Regions from separate parts of the Mus musculus genome. Here region 2 is linked to region 1. A link is a contact called in public HiChIP or PLAC-seq data. All regions are on one chromosome and are shown on one strand. The core of a region is the stretch at or near the end of the contact, and the rest is flanking DNA. Distances in the headings are between cores, read along the strand shown. Region 1 overlaps Arsj (arylsulfatase J). Region 2 overlaps Camk2d (calcium/calmodulin-dependent protein kinase II, delta).

Evidence for each region. HiChIP or PLAC-seq counts read pairs in DNA pulled down with a chosen protein or histone mark.
Region 2: a contact with region 1 is called in a FOXA1 HiChIP or PLAC-seq map of pancreatic cancer cells. The contact joins two enhancer-like sites.

What each region holds. Positions count from the first base shown.
Region 1 is chr3:126,435,822-126,443,578 of GRCm38.p6, forward strand. It overlaps Arsj (arylsulfatase J), which reads left to right. Exons shown (of 2, transcript NM_173451.3): 2 at 2,178-4,553. The coding sequence ends at 3,582. Among named protein-coding and RNA genes, the nearest start is that of Gm46823, 29 kb to the right of the region's middle. Within about 2 kb of position 3,835, at least 21 of the 459 cell types and tissues checked have an H3K27ac peak or open chromatin away from gene starts, as enhancers often do. A contact at or near this core is called in pancreatic cancer cells, where this site is marked.
Region 2 is chr3:126,741,103-126,748,859 of GRCm38.p6, forward strand. The region is part of intron 4 of Camk2d (calcium/calmodulin-dependent protein kinase II, delta); the gene reads left to right. Among named protein-coding and RNA genes, the nearest start is that of Gm15551, 76 kb to the left of the region's middle. Within about 2 kb of position 3,474, at least 46 of the 459 cell types and tissues checked have an H3K27ac peak or open chromatin away from gene starts, as enhancers often do. A contact at or near this core is called in pancreatic cancer cells, where this site is marked.

The DNA of each region.
Region 1 (7,757 bases), core at 2,585-5,084:
TTTATCTGCTAACATCTTCCCCATCTTCAGTTTTCTCTCTTCTCTCTTCTCTCCTCTCTCCTCCTCTCTTTTTACCTCTCTCCCCTCCACAAACATTTTTATAAGCATCATTTCCTTTGTTTCTACCCCTTGATGAGAAATAATCAATTTAATTACAAAGGCTTGAAATCTTTAACCTTTTAAGGAATTAAATATGCATTCAGATCAATATATGGTGTATGTATGATAATTATTTAATTAATAACATAGTCCTGTGAATTATTGGTAAAATTTTACAAATACATGCTTTGTTCCTTTCAATTCTTTTCAAGTTTACATTGGTAGGCCTTTCTCAATTTTTTATGTACAAAACTAGTGATCTGACATAGGATAGTTATGGATCCTCAGCGAGACCAAAATTATCAAGAACAATGATAACACCCTCTGAATTGTGAAATGTCTTTAGGAGTTTCTCCATTTTCAGTTCCCACAACTGAGGTTGATGTGAAATGCTGACTGCTAATGCTAAATGGAGTGACCGGCAGATGCAAATGCAGCTTGGCAGAGTGAGATGAGGTCAGCACCGGCCCTACTCCCTCATCAGCACCCATATGCATTTAACACTCAGGAACTCACGCTTGCATCGCACTGCCTACTAAGCATTGAAACACACCAAAGTACATATGACATCACTGTGGACAATTGTTGCTTTGGGGAGCATTTTATGGGATGTGTGTGTGTGTGTGTTCTACTAGGTCTATGTGTGTACATATTTGTGTAGCTCCGTGATTCAGCCAAACTTCTCACCAGCTAGCTCCAGAGATCTGCCTGTCCCCACCAGTGCTAGGTTACATATATAGGCCACCATGATTATCTTTTTTTTCCTTTGTGTGTTCTGAGGTTCTAAACTCAGGTCTTCATTTTATTTACTGAGTCATAAAATAAATAACTTTAATAACTAATATATATATATATATATAATTTATTTTGAAAATTAATAAACTCAAATCAGCTCTGTACAACAACAAATTTACAAAAATTTAAAAATATAATCATCTTCTTACATCTTCTTTCAAATAATGGCAAAAAAATGATGGCCGTAATTTTTCTGAGTGAGTTTCCTATTATGTTTTATAAGCAAGCATAATGTCACAGCAACTTATGGTATTACAGTGCTTAGTAACCTTAAAGAACTGAAATAAAATTCTTGCGAAGGAACTAGCCCAAGCTTGGGCTTTCTCTCTTACTTTTCTTTTTTGCAATTTAGTTGAGTCCAAGAATACCTTCATTTTTGACCTAAATTTTTTAATAGCCTTTGTGTTTGTGTTCTATTTTAAAAGTTATTTTGAACATAGCCAATAACTGCAGTCAATTCTGTTTTCAAGTATCATCAATTAACAGGTGCAAGTGGACTCACAGTAACCCCATATGTTTAATATGATAATAACTGGTTCTGGGGGTAATCCCTTGGGAAAATGTCTAGGGAAAATGCTGGAAATTAGCTTCCTTGTCATTTTAATACAGTATAGAAAGGTCACTCTGCTTTCCTAGACTACATTCTAAGCAATTTACTGAGGGATGGGGTGGAGGAAGGGGGTTGGGGAAGGGAGACACTGGCAAACAGAAGTGCTCTTACTTCCTGTGGAACTAGAAGAACAACCTCCTGCTCTAGCTATAGACACTGAGTTTGGTTTCTGCATCAGAAACCATTTCCTTTTTCACAGAGATCCAATGGGTTGGGGAATGAAGCGTGAAATATTGGTTGACAAGCTACCCCAGGGATTTTTGCTTATTTCTGCCTGTGTTCTAGAACACTGGTGTTAGTTTGAGATACATAATCTCAGGATATGATTCAGAAGCTAGTGTGAATGCTCTAATTCTGTGAATTATTCTCTATATTAGTAGCACTCTGTCATGTAATTAAAACACTACATTTATTTTAATTAAATTTTATAAGGATTTTTGAAAGACTTTGAGATAAGGGGTAAATCTTACTTTCCTAAGTATTGAAAATTCTCTTCAACTGTTAAACATGAAGCCACTTAAAACTTTGGAAATAGAATAGAGCTACTCAATTGATTATATTTAATTTAGGGTTGAGTTGATCTTGACAGAAACTTTATTTAACTTAAGAATCATTTGTATGAAGAATGTCTCTTTTATCCTGCCTTGACAAAATGTTTACTCTTTCCTCAAAGGTATCAGATACACACGGGACTTCAGCATTCTATCATTAGACCTACCCAACCCAACTGTCTACCTCTGGACAATGCAACCCTACCTCAGAAGCTAAAGGAGGTCGGCTATTCAACCCATATGGTTGGGAAGTGGCACTTGGGATTTTACAGAAAAGACTGCATGCCCACCAAGAGAGGATTTGATACCTTTTTTGGCTCTCTTTTGGGAAGTGGTGATTATTATACACACTACAAATGTGACAGTCCTGGGGTGTGTGGCTATGACTTGTACGAAAACGACAATGCAGCTTGGGACTATGACAATGGCATCTATTCAACACAGATGTACACGCAGAGAGTGCAGCAAATCTTAGCCACCCATGATCCCACAAAACCTCTATTTTTATATGTGGCTTACCAAGCTGTCCACTCACCACTTCAAGCCCCTGGCAGGTACTTTGAACACTACAGATCCATTATCAACATAAACAGGAGGAGGTACGCAGCCATGCTCTCCTGCTTGGATGAAGCAATCCACAATGTGACCCTGGCCCTAAAGAGGTATGGTTTCTATAACAATAGCATTATCATTTACTCCTCAGATAATGGTGGGCAGCCCACAGCAGGAGGAAGTAACTGGCCACTCAGAGGCAGCAAAGGAACATATTGGGAAGGAGGCATCCGGGCAGTTGGCTTTGTGCATAGCCCACTTCTAAAAAACAAGGGAACGGTATGTAAGGAACTTGTGCACATCACCGATTGGTACCCAACCTTGATTTCACTGGCTGAAGGACAGATTGATGAAGACATTCAGCTAGATGGATACGATATCTGGGAGACCATAAGCGAAGGTCTTCGTTCACCCCGAGTGGATATTTTGCACAACATTGACCCCATTTACACCAAGGCGAAAAATGGCTCCTGGGCAGCAGGCTATGGGATCTGGAACACTGCAATCCAGTCGGCCATCCGGGTACAACACTGGAAACTGCTCACAGGCAATCCTGGCTACAGTGACTGGGTCCCCCCTCAGGCTTTCAGCAATCTGGGCCCAAACCGGTGGCACAATGAAAGGATTACCTTGTCAACTGGCAAGAGTATCTGGCTTTTCAACATCACGGCTGATCCGTATGAGAGGGTGGACCTATCCAGCAGGTATCCAGGCATCGTGAAGAAGCTGCTGCGGAGACTGTCACAATTCAACAAGACTGCCGTGCCTGTCAGGTACCCCCCGAAGGATCCCAGAAGCAACCCTAGGCTCAACGGAGGAGTCTGGGGTCCGTGGTATAAAGAGGAAAACAAGAAAAAGAAGTCAAACAAAACCAAGGCTAAGAAAATGCAAAAGAAAAAAAGTAAGGCAAGGATGAGGAAGCAGTTGGCAGCTCACTCCTCAATAAAATGCCACCCAAGTGTTGCCACTGGCTAAATGCAAAACTTTCTGCCTTGGTTAAACTTAGACTGCCTGGTTTCTAGGTAATTCAAAGAAATTGGCTCAGAAATACCTCGGCCAACCGCCTCGGGCTTGTTTTCACATTGCTCTGTGCCAGAGACTTCTGGTACCTGGCTACCACATGGACAAAACTACCCTCCTGTGTGCCAAAGGCTATGCTTCTGCAGGCCACACAGGGAGGAGGACACAGTTATTTATTTATCCCTAGTCTGTGTAAACCGTGATGAATCATGAGTGAGTTGACCAAACAGAATGCTTTGAATCCCTTGAATCACGAGAGGAACTGTGACCCACCGTGTACTTGAGTGCAGGGTAATTACAGGGTAACATGATAAAAAGATGACTTTTGATGCCGTCAGAGGTTGTATCCTCTCAAAGGTCTAAAAGCTGTACTTCTAAATAAAAAAAAAAATAGTATGTATCACATGAAACTTGGGCTTTTAAGCTAATTCTATTTTGTATTGCAGTCTCCTGTTCTCTGAGAAAAAGCTGCTTCTCTTCGTGGACAGCTTGTATCTCATCTTATCCTGCTTAAAGAAACGGCAGATAGTGTCTGAACATTGCCAGAAATGAATGTAACTACGTCCCAAACACTTTGATAGAACAAGAATTTCAATATAAAGTGCCTAATTTATTTCTCAAAAGAGTTACACAAGTGATTTTAATTATTTTATTTTTAGGTTCTACGTTAGAATTTTATTTCAATTCTTTAAGGTTACTAAGTTATGTAATACCATAAGTTACTGTAAAATTTTTGTTCATAAAATATAAGAGGAAACTCATTCAGAAAAATTACAGCCATCATATTTTACCATTATTTAGATGTTAGAAGATGAATATATTTTTTAAATTTTGTAAATTTGTTGTTATACAGAGTTGATTTGACTTTACTGTCTCCAACATAAACTATTTATGTATGTTAATTATTAAAGTGATTTATTTTATGGCATTAGTGTGGCTTTCCTGATTTAATTTTTAGACATCCAGAAATAATCATATTATTCATTTTGACAAATAAAAATCTTTTTATTGTTTTTAGGTGCCCAGGCTAAACTTGAACTTATGATTATGAATATATACATAATTTGCCTAAAAACAGGCAACTATCTTTGCAAATAGGCACTAGAAGAGGTAGTGTACTAACATAGTCATAAATAAAGATTTTGCAAATGAAGAGATTTCTCCCCATGTGGTCACTGCACTGAGAACAGTGTCCTGTTATTGATAAATAATATCTATGATGACCCTGCTCTTTTATATAGTACAGAGTAGGGGAAAAATAGAAATGGAACATACAGATTATATGAGGCCTAGTTTAAGATCTGCTGTGGAACATGAGAGGATTAAAGGATGATGCTCTGATGATGGAGCTAATCACAGGGCCATGGAGCTGCAAGTGTCCTGGCATGAAGCTTTCTTGGCCATGTTCTCTCTTAATGCAGAAGGCATGAAGCCACACTTGAAGAGCCACAGGCAGCAGGAACTGTGGTTAAGAGCCACCATCAGACAGGGGTGATGGAGGAGTTGGGCAGGGCCTGCATCATTTACCATGCAAATATAAGAAAACAGAGGCTGCCCTCTGTGGTTCTGAGAACCCGTGGATGCATCTTCGAGCTAGCGCTGAAACTGCACTAAAATGGGCCAGATGAGTAAAAAAATGCTTAATTTTACTATTTTTGTTTCTAAAGAGTAATGCTCCATTTTGCTATATAGCATTTCCTGAAGTTTTGTCTTATAGAAACAGTGTCAATACAGGCCTTTCTTGGTAGAATGCAAAATGGTGTTGTGACTTCCATAATATAAGGTTTTGTTATAGTACAGCTATTTAGAAGAACAATAGGTTTTTTAAAAATCCTTGGTTGATCCACACATGTTGGTGCACACCTTTAATCCCATAACTTGGGAAGTAGAGGCCAGTGGATCTCCCTGAGTTCAAAACCTGCCTAGTCTATATAGCAATTTTCAGGCCAGACAGGATTATAGAGACCCTGGGAGAAAAACAAAAAGAAACAAAAACATTAAAACATTAACTAATGCATACTTTTTCAAAGCCCACTTGGCATTATAATTACAAGAGATGAGAATTTCTACATAGCCTTTTGCCATTTATTTTATCATAAAAATTCTTCTTTATAATTCATTATATTGGACTAGGATTCTGGCAGAATGTAAAATTGCTACTACAAGCATAGAATCTTACCATGCAATTTTCTATATGTTCCTTAATGGCAGAGGGACCAAAAAAGGATCAAAGAGGTAAATTAAGATTGTGAATTCTAACCCATATGGGAGCCCAGTTACCTATTGTGGTGGGATTATTTGTTCTCCATAAATAACCATAAATTCTTAATACTGAATATAAGCCAAAAGTTTCCTGACAGGAAATGGCTCTAGAATTATCTGTTGCTACTTTGAAAATACATTTATTTATTCTTTGTAGGGTTTGTCTATGTAGGCAATGTATTCTGATCACCCTACCCACTCCCACAGAACTTCTTTTCCCAATAAGTCTCCCTCCTGCCCTTTGCCCATGGTCCTGGGTGGGCTAATGAAGAAAAGGCTCAGTGTCTCACTCTTTGGAAATTTAAAAGAATGAACAAAATTGTTTCCCAAGCACTCTCAACAAATCACTGTGCATCCCCAGATGGCTCAGAAGGGATGCACCTTCTAACCTACTCCAGCTCTGTACCCCATTGCCTGTTCCCTTCTGGCTAAGGCTCCGGATGCATTTCTCTGCTGCCTTTGGCTTTCTCAAGAATAAACTAGGTCATTTAGGACTTCTGATCCTTTCTTGAGGATGACCCTAGAAATCCCCACTCGCTTTGCCAGGAAATAATTTGTGGAGGTGGCTATTTGGACAGGATGGGAATGGAGATTAAGAATGGTGTCTTCAAACAAACAAACAAAAATTACAAAACAGTTTTGTATGAAGAACTTTACAGTCTGGAACCACAGAGCTCTTACCTGTCTAGTCTGCTGCAAAAACTCATTTCATCTGTATTTATGAATATACTCACATTTCTCACTTTCCTAAATATTGATGAATATTATAATTTTCTTGATCAAGATTCCATTAAAAATCTTAACTGGAAAGCTGTGCCACAGAAAGTTGAATAATTATAGTTAATATATTTTACATTTTGATTCTCCAAGGAATTTGCCTTCAGGATTGGTTCTTCTTCTTTGTAATACTCATAAGTATGTAAATTGTGACTGTGTAGTAGCTGACAGGAAGAAATTGCCTAACCCAGCAAACAAATCCGCACATGATAAGCCAGTAGCTATTTTGTTTCTTAAGGGTTTAAAAAACACATCACAATATTCATTTATTTAACAGCTGTTTACAATGGTTTGCCTTTTTGTAGGTTACTTTCTAGCCAAGGACTTTCTAGCCAAATAAGTACTCAATAAATAAAAAAACAAAATCAAACAAGAACAGGTTAGTTAGGTGCTGAACAGAAAACTCATATAAAAGACATAAAGATTACGTGTGTGCCACCACGTCCGGCCTTCCTTTTTACTTTTAAACAAGGTCTCATATAGCCCAGGATGTCCAAATGCACTTAACTAAACTATAAAAGGATGACGGTTCAGTTACAGTTCTATTGCAATGAAGAGACTCTGTGACGAAGGCAACTCATATAAGAAAGCGTTTCATTGGGGGTCCATTTACAATTTCAAGGGTCACTCCATTACTGTTATGGCAGGGAACACAGGAACAGGCAGGCAGGCATGGTGCTGGAGAAGTAGCTGAAGCTTATATTATATCTACAAGTTGGAGGCAGAAAGGGGCTGGGCAGCGGTGAGCATTTAAACCTCAAAGCCCCTCCCAGTGACACTCCTCTTCCAGAAGGCCACACCTTCTAATCCTTCCTTAAAAATCCATCACCTAGAAACAAAGCATTGAAATATATGAGCTTATGGGGGCCTTTCTTATCCATACCACCACAATGATCTTGAACTTCAGAATGCTGTGTGGGGTAGTGGATTCTGAGAGGAAGTCTGGTCCTCTGTGTAGCTAAAGCTTGAAGCCCCAGACACCATGAAGGGACCATAGGAGGGTTGCTTGCTCCCAGTATCAGGCCTCTGTCTCATAGCCACAGCCCCCCATAGATTTGGGGCCAACAGTCAAGGGCAACACCCAAGCCTTT
Region 2 (7,757 bases), core at 2,224-4,723, 300 kb after region 1:
ACCATGTCCTGTATATCAGCTAGCCTATTTCTGTGACAAGATGCCCAACGGAGATAACTAACATTTAAGAGGAAAAGGGTTTTTCACTCCAAGTTTCATAGGTTTCTAATCCTTGGACGGTTGATGCTACTGTTGTACTTTACAGAGTTCATTTGTGTAACAGATGGGTAGTAATGTGGTGCCACACTTCAGTCAGAGGCCAGTTGACCTCAAGTTGATCAGGAAACACAAAACAAGATGGAGAAAGGCTGGGAGGCCAGCTACCTCTCTAAAGGCTCAGGTGCATGACCCAGCTTCCTTCACTAACCCTCCTTAAAACAGTTCCCTCCTTTTCTTTTTTCTTTTTCTCTTTTTAAAGATTTATTTATTTATGTGCAGTGTTTTGCCTACAAGTATGCCTGAACACCAGAAGAGGGTGTCTGATCCCATCACAGATGTTTGCAAGCCACCGTGTTGTTGCTGGGAATTGAACTCAGGACCTCTGGAAGAGCAGCCAGTGCTCTTAACTTCTGAGCCATCTCTCCTGCTTCTTCCTTTTTAATAATATATTGCAAAAGAGAATTTTAAAAACTATAATATACAGTTGGCCTCTGATAAATGCAGGCCCAAGCTATGTAAAAGAATTCAATAATTTTTGCTCACATGGAAGTATAAGTGAGTGCTATTGAATAGCGCTTGTTGAGATAATGTATCGTGGGGAATTTATTTAGTTTTTGTAATAGAATTCCTGGCCTTAATAAAAGCTAGCATTTGCTGGATAGTTAATAATGACTACTCTTTCCCAAACTATTATAATTGTCGATTTTGTTGTTTATAATAACTCTATAATGTTGGGGTAATTCTGATCTATGTTGGAGAGCTTGAGACAGAAGAAGTGGCTTATATGCCTGAGGTCACCTTAGAAGTAGTTAGACTTACTTGAGTTTGACACACATGTGCTGTGGGCCACCACAGTGCTGCCATTTCTTTTGCTTTTCTTTGTTTGTTTTGTTTTGTTACCAATGGACATTCCACTTCAATTTCATCCTTATGTTTGGTTCACATGCAAATGTTCAAGGAAGTTTTCTGTAACCACTTGATGTTGTTACAGACCTTCAGTCATTAGTACTGGAGAAAACTTATTTATTGAATTAGGTGGGGAACCCTAGGTTATTCAAACAAAATCCAGAAAACTTATTTATTGAATTAGGTGGGGAACCCTAGGTTATCCAAACAAAATCCAACTGACTCACCCTAATCTTGGGGAAAGAAGAGATAAACTGAGCCTCACAACCTAGGCTGTTGCGTTAAAATATATATATTCTCTTAAGTAATTGAAATATTCATAAATATACTTGATCTCAACACCCAATGATAGGCTACTGAAGTTTAGCTGGACCCATATGCTTTCTCTGTTTATCAGTATAGCTGTTCATCACATGCCTCCTGCAATTTAGCGATTAGAGCTCTTTTTGAAAATGCTTTTTTTCCATACAATATATTCTGATCATGGTTTCTCTTTCCCCAGCTCTTCAAAGATCCTTACCACACAGCAGTAAGTCTCACTCCAGAGTCTATGTGCAGTGACTACCAACAGTCATATTAAATGTGACTTGTATTTTTCCCTCTTTGAACCAATTAATGTGACCAGAGGAATTAATTGTCAGCCCATTGATCTAGAAGTGCGCTACTTAAGCAGGGTAGGCCACATGGGACAAGAGTAGGGGGAAATGGCTTGCAATGGAGAAATGGAGAGCAGTTAGCTCAGCAGAAATGAAATTCAAATAGGTAAAAGATCCAAATCCACTACAGAAGATGAGAGGATGCCAGAAAACAAGCCAAGAACAAAACTACCTTGGAAGAGAAGAAAATGGAATTGCCAAAATGGAGAATCAGAACAGGGAATGATGGGTGCTGGTTATCAGACTTGATCGAAACATCAAACCTTCTTTTCTAATATGAGAAACAATATTTAAAAGTTACCTTTACCAATAAAAATTGGTAATTGTTACTATTTTTCCTGGGTGATGGTCTTTATGCTGAAGTGTATTATAAAGCCAAAGCTTAGCATTTTTAGTTCAGTCATTATCATAGGAACTCAAATAATTCCATGGATTTCTGCTGGATGGATTTTCTTCTCCTTATTGCCTTTAAAAATATTACATTTAGCCGGGTGTGATGGCGCACGCCTTTAATCCCAGCACTCAGGAGGCAGAGGCATGCGGATTTCTGAGTTCTAGGCCAGCCTGGTCTACAGAGTGAGTTCCAGGACAGCCAGGGCTACACAGAGAAACCCTGTCTCGAAAAACCAAAAAAAAAAAAAAATTACATTTATTTATTCATACATTCATGTCTGTGTGACAGAGTGGTTGGGAGTTCGTGTGTGCTGGTTAGCGGACTACTTGGAGGAACTAATTCTCTCCTTCTATCCTGTGGATCCCAAGAACCAAACTTAGTGCATCAGCCTTGAACACTACTGCCTTTACTCACCTAACTGTCTTGTGAGCCATTCATGGCTTTCTGTGCTGAAGTTTGAAAGGACTGAAGATGTTGTCATAGTCACTGTTCTATTGCTGCAAAGAGATGCCACGACCATAGCAATGCTTGTAAAAGAAATCATTGAATTAGGGCTGGCTTACAATTTTAGAGGTTTTCTTCATCATCTTCATGGCAGGGAGCATGGCAGCATGTAACAGACATAGTTCTGGAGACATTGAGAGTTAAACTTTTAACCTGCAGGCAGTAGGAAAGGAAGAGAAACTGTAGGCCAGGCTTGAGCTTTGGAAACCCAGAAGCCCACCCTCCAGTGACACACTTCCTCCAACAAGGCCACGCCTACTCCAACAAGGCCACACCCCTAATTCCTCTCAAGTAGCACCAACAAACATTCAAATGACCAAACATTCAAGTATATGAGCCTATTGGGAGGGAACATTACTATTCAAACCACCATAGATGCATACAGCAATATTAAAAACATTATGAAATTATATAACATCTATGAATTCTATTAATAACAGGGTATGTTTTATCATATGCAAAGTCTATATATGATTTATATACATGCATCCCATAATATATATATGTTTGTAAATGTAAAGGTTCTTTGTGTGTATATACAAATGAATATGCAAAAGGCTTGAGTGGAACAAAGAGTGATGTTTATGGGGAAAAAGATCACTCTAGAAGTGCATCTTCAAGCCTTAAGTAACATGTTTAATTATAACAAAATATAATCTTTTTATTATTGCCTATGTATTACTCAATTTTTGAGTTTTTAAATTCAAACAGTGCTTGGTGTTAATCCATAGATAACGAACAAGCAAACTATTTAATTTATTTTATTTTGCCTTGGAATGGAAAACTGTCAGGTGATTAGTAAATGAACACATCAGATTTAACTGGGAGTTGTTCAAAATAACTGGTACAGTCTGGAGCTGTATCATTGGCCAAAGTGAGGCGATGAGCAAGGACAGCATCTGCTGAGTCCTGCTTGGACAAGGAGAGAGAGAGTGACTCACCTATGAGTCCAGCCTCAGCAGGCTCTGGAATTAGCGACTGAGCCATCACTGCTTCCCCTAGGAGAGAAAGCTCCTCCACCCCCATCCCCCATGTTGTGTGTTTCTCTGAGATGGCCAAAATCCTGTCAAGGAACCTCTTGCTTTCCTCCATAAGCCACACATAGTCCCTTTGGCTACAAATCCTTAGTTAAACCAGAAGCAAAAGCAAGAAAGAGAAACTAGGAGACTAGAGAGGAAACATTAGAGGGGGAAATCAGCCCAGCATAGAATAGGAAGGATATGAGGAGGCCTCCCCTGGTATGGTCTGGGGTAACTATCAGCTTTTGTTTGATTCTGTTTGTGTATGCTAATGTGGCTTTTTCCACTTCAGTTGTTATTCATATGGAACCAGTGCTGTGGCTGTAAAGCAGGAGGCAGAGCCCTGAAATCAAGTGTGTAGGTTTGACCTGCCCTTCTGCCGATTACTTCTACTCCAATTTTGAGCAGTCTGCTTTGCTTCTTGGAACCTTAATTTTGTTGATTGTTTTGACCAAAATAACAATATCACACATTGTCCAGAAGAATTAAATAGCTCTGTTGGTGTAAACTTTGCCAAAGAAGTATTTGAGGGAGAATAGCACTTGATAAGTGTTACTGTAGTTTAAAAATTCTGAGTTCTATGGAAACAAACACAGTTTTGAATTGTATCGACTTCTTTCCTATCATACTGTTTCAGAGAAGAAGGGGTGGGAGCGGATGCAATTGTGTATGATGAAGCAACTGGGGGTAAGCTGAAAGAGATCAGGGAGTCTAGAGGATGAAAAACACCTTCCTAACTAGTACCTAATAAACCACAGTGCTCATGACTGGTCTTGAAGTATGCATGCATTTCTATGGATGGAGCAACAGTGACAGTCAAGATTTGCTTTCATTAGATGAGAATAAGTAGGCTCTTTGCTTACTCACCCTTTCGCTGCTTCATCAGAATTAGGAGGCTTGTTATAAAAGCACATGCCTATACAGGATTTTCTGCCCTGATCATCAGGACCCGGGAAGAAGCCCAGGAACATCTGTCCTCTGTCCTCTCCAGACCTCCAACTTACACAGTCGCCCTGTGTGAGTCCCCTAACTCAGTCTGTCATGCCCATCTTTAGTCCACGTGTATTAGCACGTGGTAGGAATAAAGGACATGTCCAGGTAACATAAATACCAAGAAACAAGTTAGATACCTGCTTTTGTCAGTGCATTTTGTCTGTGCCCTTGTTTTATATGCATTTAACGGTAGTAATAAAAACGAAAATTGCATTCTTTATCCCCAAGTGGTCCCATTTCAAACCATGAGTGCTTTCAACAGCAGCTAATAGGTTGGGTTTTCCTGCTGGCAGTGTTCCTAGAGAATGTTGGATCCGGGAAAAGTTATCAGGAGAATCCTACTCTGTAAAGGAGATGAGTTTCCTTTATAGATGTAAATGAGTGTGATGTCACCTATTGTGGGTTTTGTCTCATCATAATGCCACTACAGGGCATTTCACAGTAGCATTAAAGAAGAATTCTTGCTTGTTATTCCAGGAAATTATTTATTCTGATTTTAATTTCTCTAAGGGAATTATTTTTATCACCGAGAGCAGTATCAGTTATATTAGAATATTTTAGATTAATTTCTTACATGAAACCTACCAAAACTTGATAATGGAGGCTTTTATTCGGCTGATGATTCCGTTCTCATTGCTGTGCATCCTGTGCAGGCTGCATATCAGAGTGTACACAGGGAAGTCACAGCCCTGGGAAATTCTCATCAAAAACCAGTGGTTCATCCGAACGAAGTGGGTGGAGCTTCAAGGTGACAGTTCAGAGAAAATTTAGCATGCAGCAATTTAAAATTAGAAGCCCTTGATGAAAGATGAGACCTGTTTTAAGCCACTTGGTGAGCCCCACCTTTTAAAGGCAAGATTGGACTCCAGAGGGCTGCTGAACAGTCACGGGAGGACAGTCTGTCTCCTCCCATTCGGTGTGTGTGACTGTGTTAAATAAAGCTGTGACCTCTGATTATCACCCGGGCATTTCCACTGGCAGAGTGCCATGGAATAGCACATATTTGTCAAGCAGTAGGGGCTGGATTCAGAGACTGTCTGAGCTTCTAACACTGCCTACTGTGTATACTGTAAATACAGTAAAAGCGACATTTTACCTGGGTAGCAGGTAAGCGAAATCGCTGTGATTCCTGGGCATCACTGCTCTTTCACACATTACCTGTTTCATGAAGTCCGTGCCTGTTACTTAAATGATCATGTGACCAGGCAATGGGGAGAAGAAATATCATCTAGTTTCTTATAATCACCCATGTATATAAGATTCATGCTACTATTTAAGGGAAGGTCTTTCTTTCTTTCTTTCTTTCTTTCTTTCTTTCTTTCTTTCTTTCTTCCTTTCTTTCTTTCTTTCTGTCTGTCTTTCTCTCTTTCTCTCTTTCTTTCTGTCTTTCTCTCTTTCTTTCTCTTTCTCTTTCTTTCTTTCTTTCTTTCTTTCTTTCTTTTTTCTTTCTTTCTTTTGTTTTTTGTTTTGTTTTGTTTTTTCGAGACAGGGTTTCTCTGTATAGCCCTGACTGTCCTGGAACTCACTTTGTAGACCAGGCTGGCCTCGAACTCAGAAATCCACCTGCCTCGGGTTCTTATTTCTAACAATTTTATTTCTTTATCTAGATGCTTACATGTGACTAAATGTGGCCTAGTGCATATATGTGGAGGGCAAAGGACATGTATATGTGGCAGTCAATTCTTTTCTTCTACCATGTTGCCCAGGGTTAGAGATATAGAAGTCAGTTCACGGTGCTTAGTGGCAAGCACCTTTCCTGGCTGAGCCATCTTGCCAGCCCAGATTTTGTTGTTGCTGTTGTTCTTTGTTTAAGGTAATAATATACTAAATATATTGTACTAAAGTGTTGGCTTCTGTCTTAAAAGTGCAAGGAGGGATATATAAAATATGTGACTTTGAAAAAATGTTTAGTTACGAATTTTCTGTCTTGATCACCTGTAATGACAGCACAACAACATATTATTCAAAGTTCACAGGAATCGTCACTAGTCTATGCATATTGTGCCTCAATAAATGAAGGTGGAAAGATGGCTGAGTTAAAGAAAAATCAGTAGGAGACAGAAGTATGTGTCTTAGATTTAAATGCTTTTATTTACTTAATGACTCATAAGCAAATGCCCTTCCTGCCCCATGTTAACTCATGGAAAATAAATCTCATTCCTACCCCAGAAGGGGCCACTCTGGACATCATGTGACTCCAAACGCTGGACACGGATTATTGGAGCAAATGGGGACCTGGGTAGCCTGAATGATAATCAAGACAAGGACTAAGATTTTATGGACTTAGGAACAGAAAAAAAAAATACATATCCATGTAATAATGCTGAAATGGAAGCTACAGAAAAGTGTTATGCAAAAGAAGCACACCATAAGGAAGGGAGAACAAGGCGGTCTTTAGGAAAGCCCAGCAAAGCCCTGCATTTTCATGTAAGAAGAAGGGAGACTGTGCTCTGGTCACTTCCAGAATTCTCAGGACCTGAGCTAAACGTGGATCTGAATTCTCTGAGTTGCCCTTATGAATCCACTCTTGCTACTTTTTTATATCTGGCAGGAGTTCTAGTTTTCATGTAAAGAACAGAAAAAAGAATGTCTTTTACATTTTTTCCTAAATGTTCATTTCTAAAAGAATGAATTAACATTTGATATTTTTAATCAAACTTTATAGGCTATGCTAGTTACCTTTCTGTTATTCTGATAAAATGTCGTAGCTTAGTCAGCTTACAGACAGAAACCTTTATTTGGGCTTAACACCTCAGAGGAACAGGAGACTGTCAAGGCAGGGTAGCTTGACCACAGAAAAGCACTGGCTGCTAGAGAAACAAACTAGGAGCTCACTTCTTAAGCCAAAAGCACAAGCAGAGAGCTATCTGAAAGGGTCAGAAGTCTTTAAACTTTTCAATGCTTACCTCCAGTGATGTACTTCCTCTAGTAGGGCTTAAATCTCCCAAACAGCACCATCAACCAAGGAGCCCAGTATCCAAATGCCCAGGACTATTGGGGACATCTCATTCAAACTGCCACACAGGCCAGTGTTTCTGTGGTTAGTGTCATCCCCTTTATTCCTAAATTACAAGGCTCTAGCAAGGGAAAGAATAAACTTTCACAGAGGTCTAAGCTAATTTTTCCAGCTCTTTCCACATGAAGTAGACTCTACTTGTAATCATATGTTAAAGTAAACAGTTATTG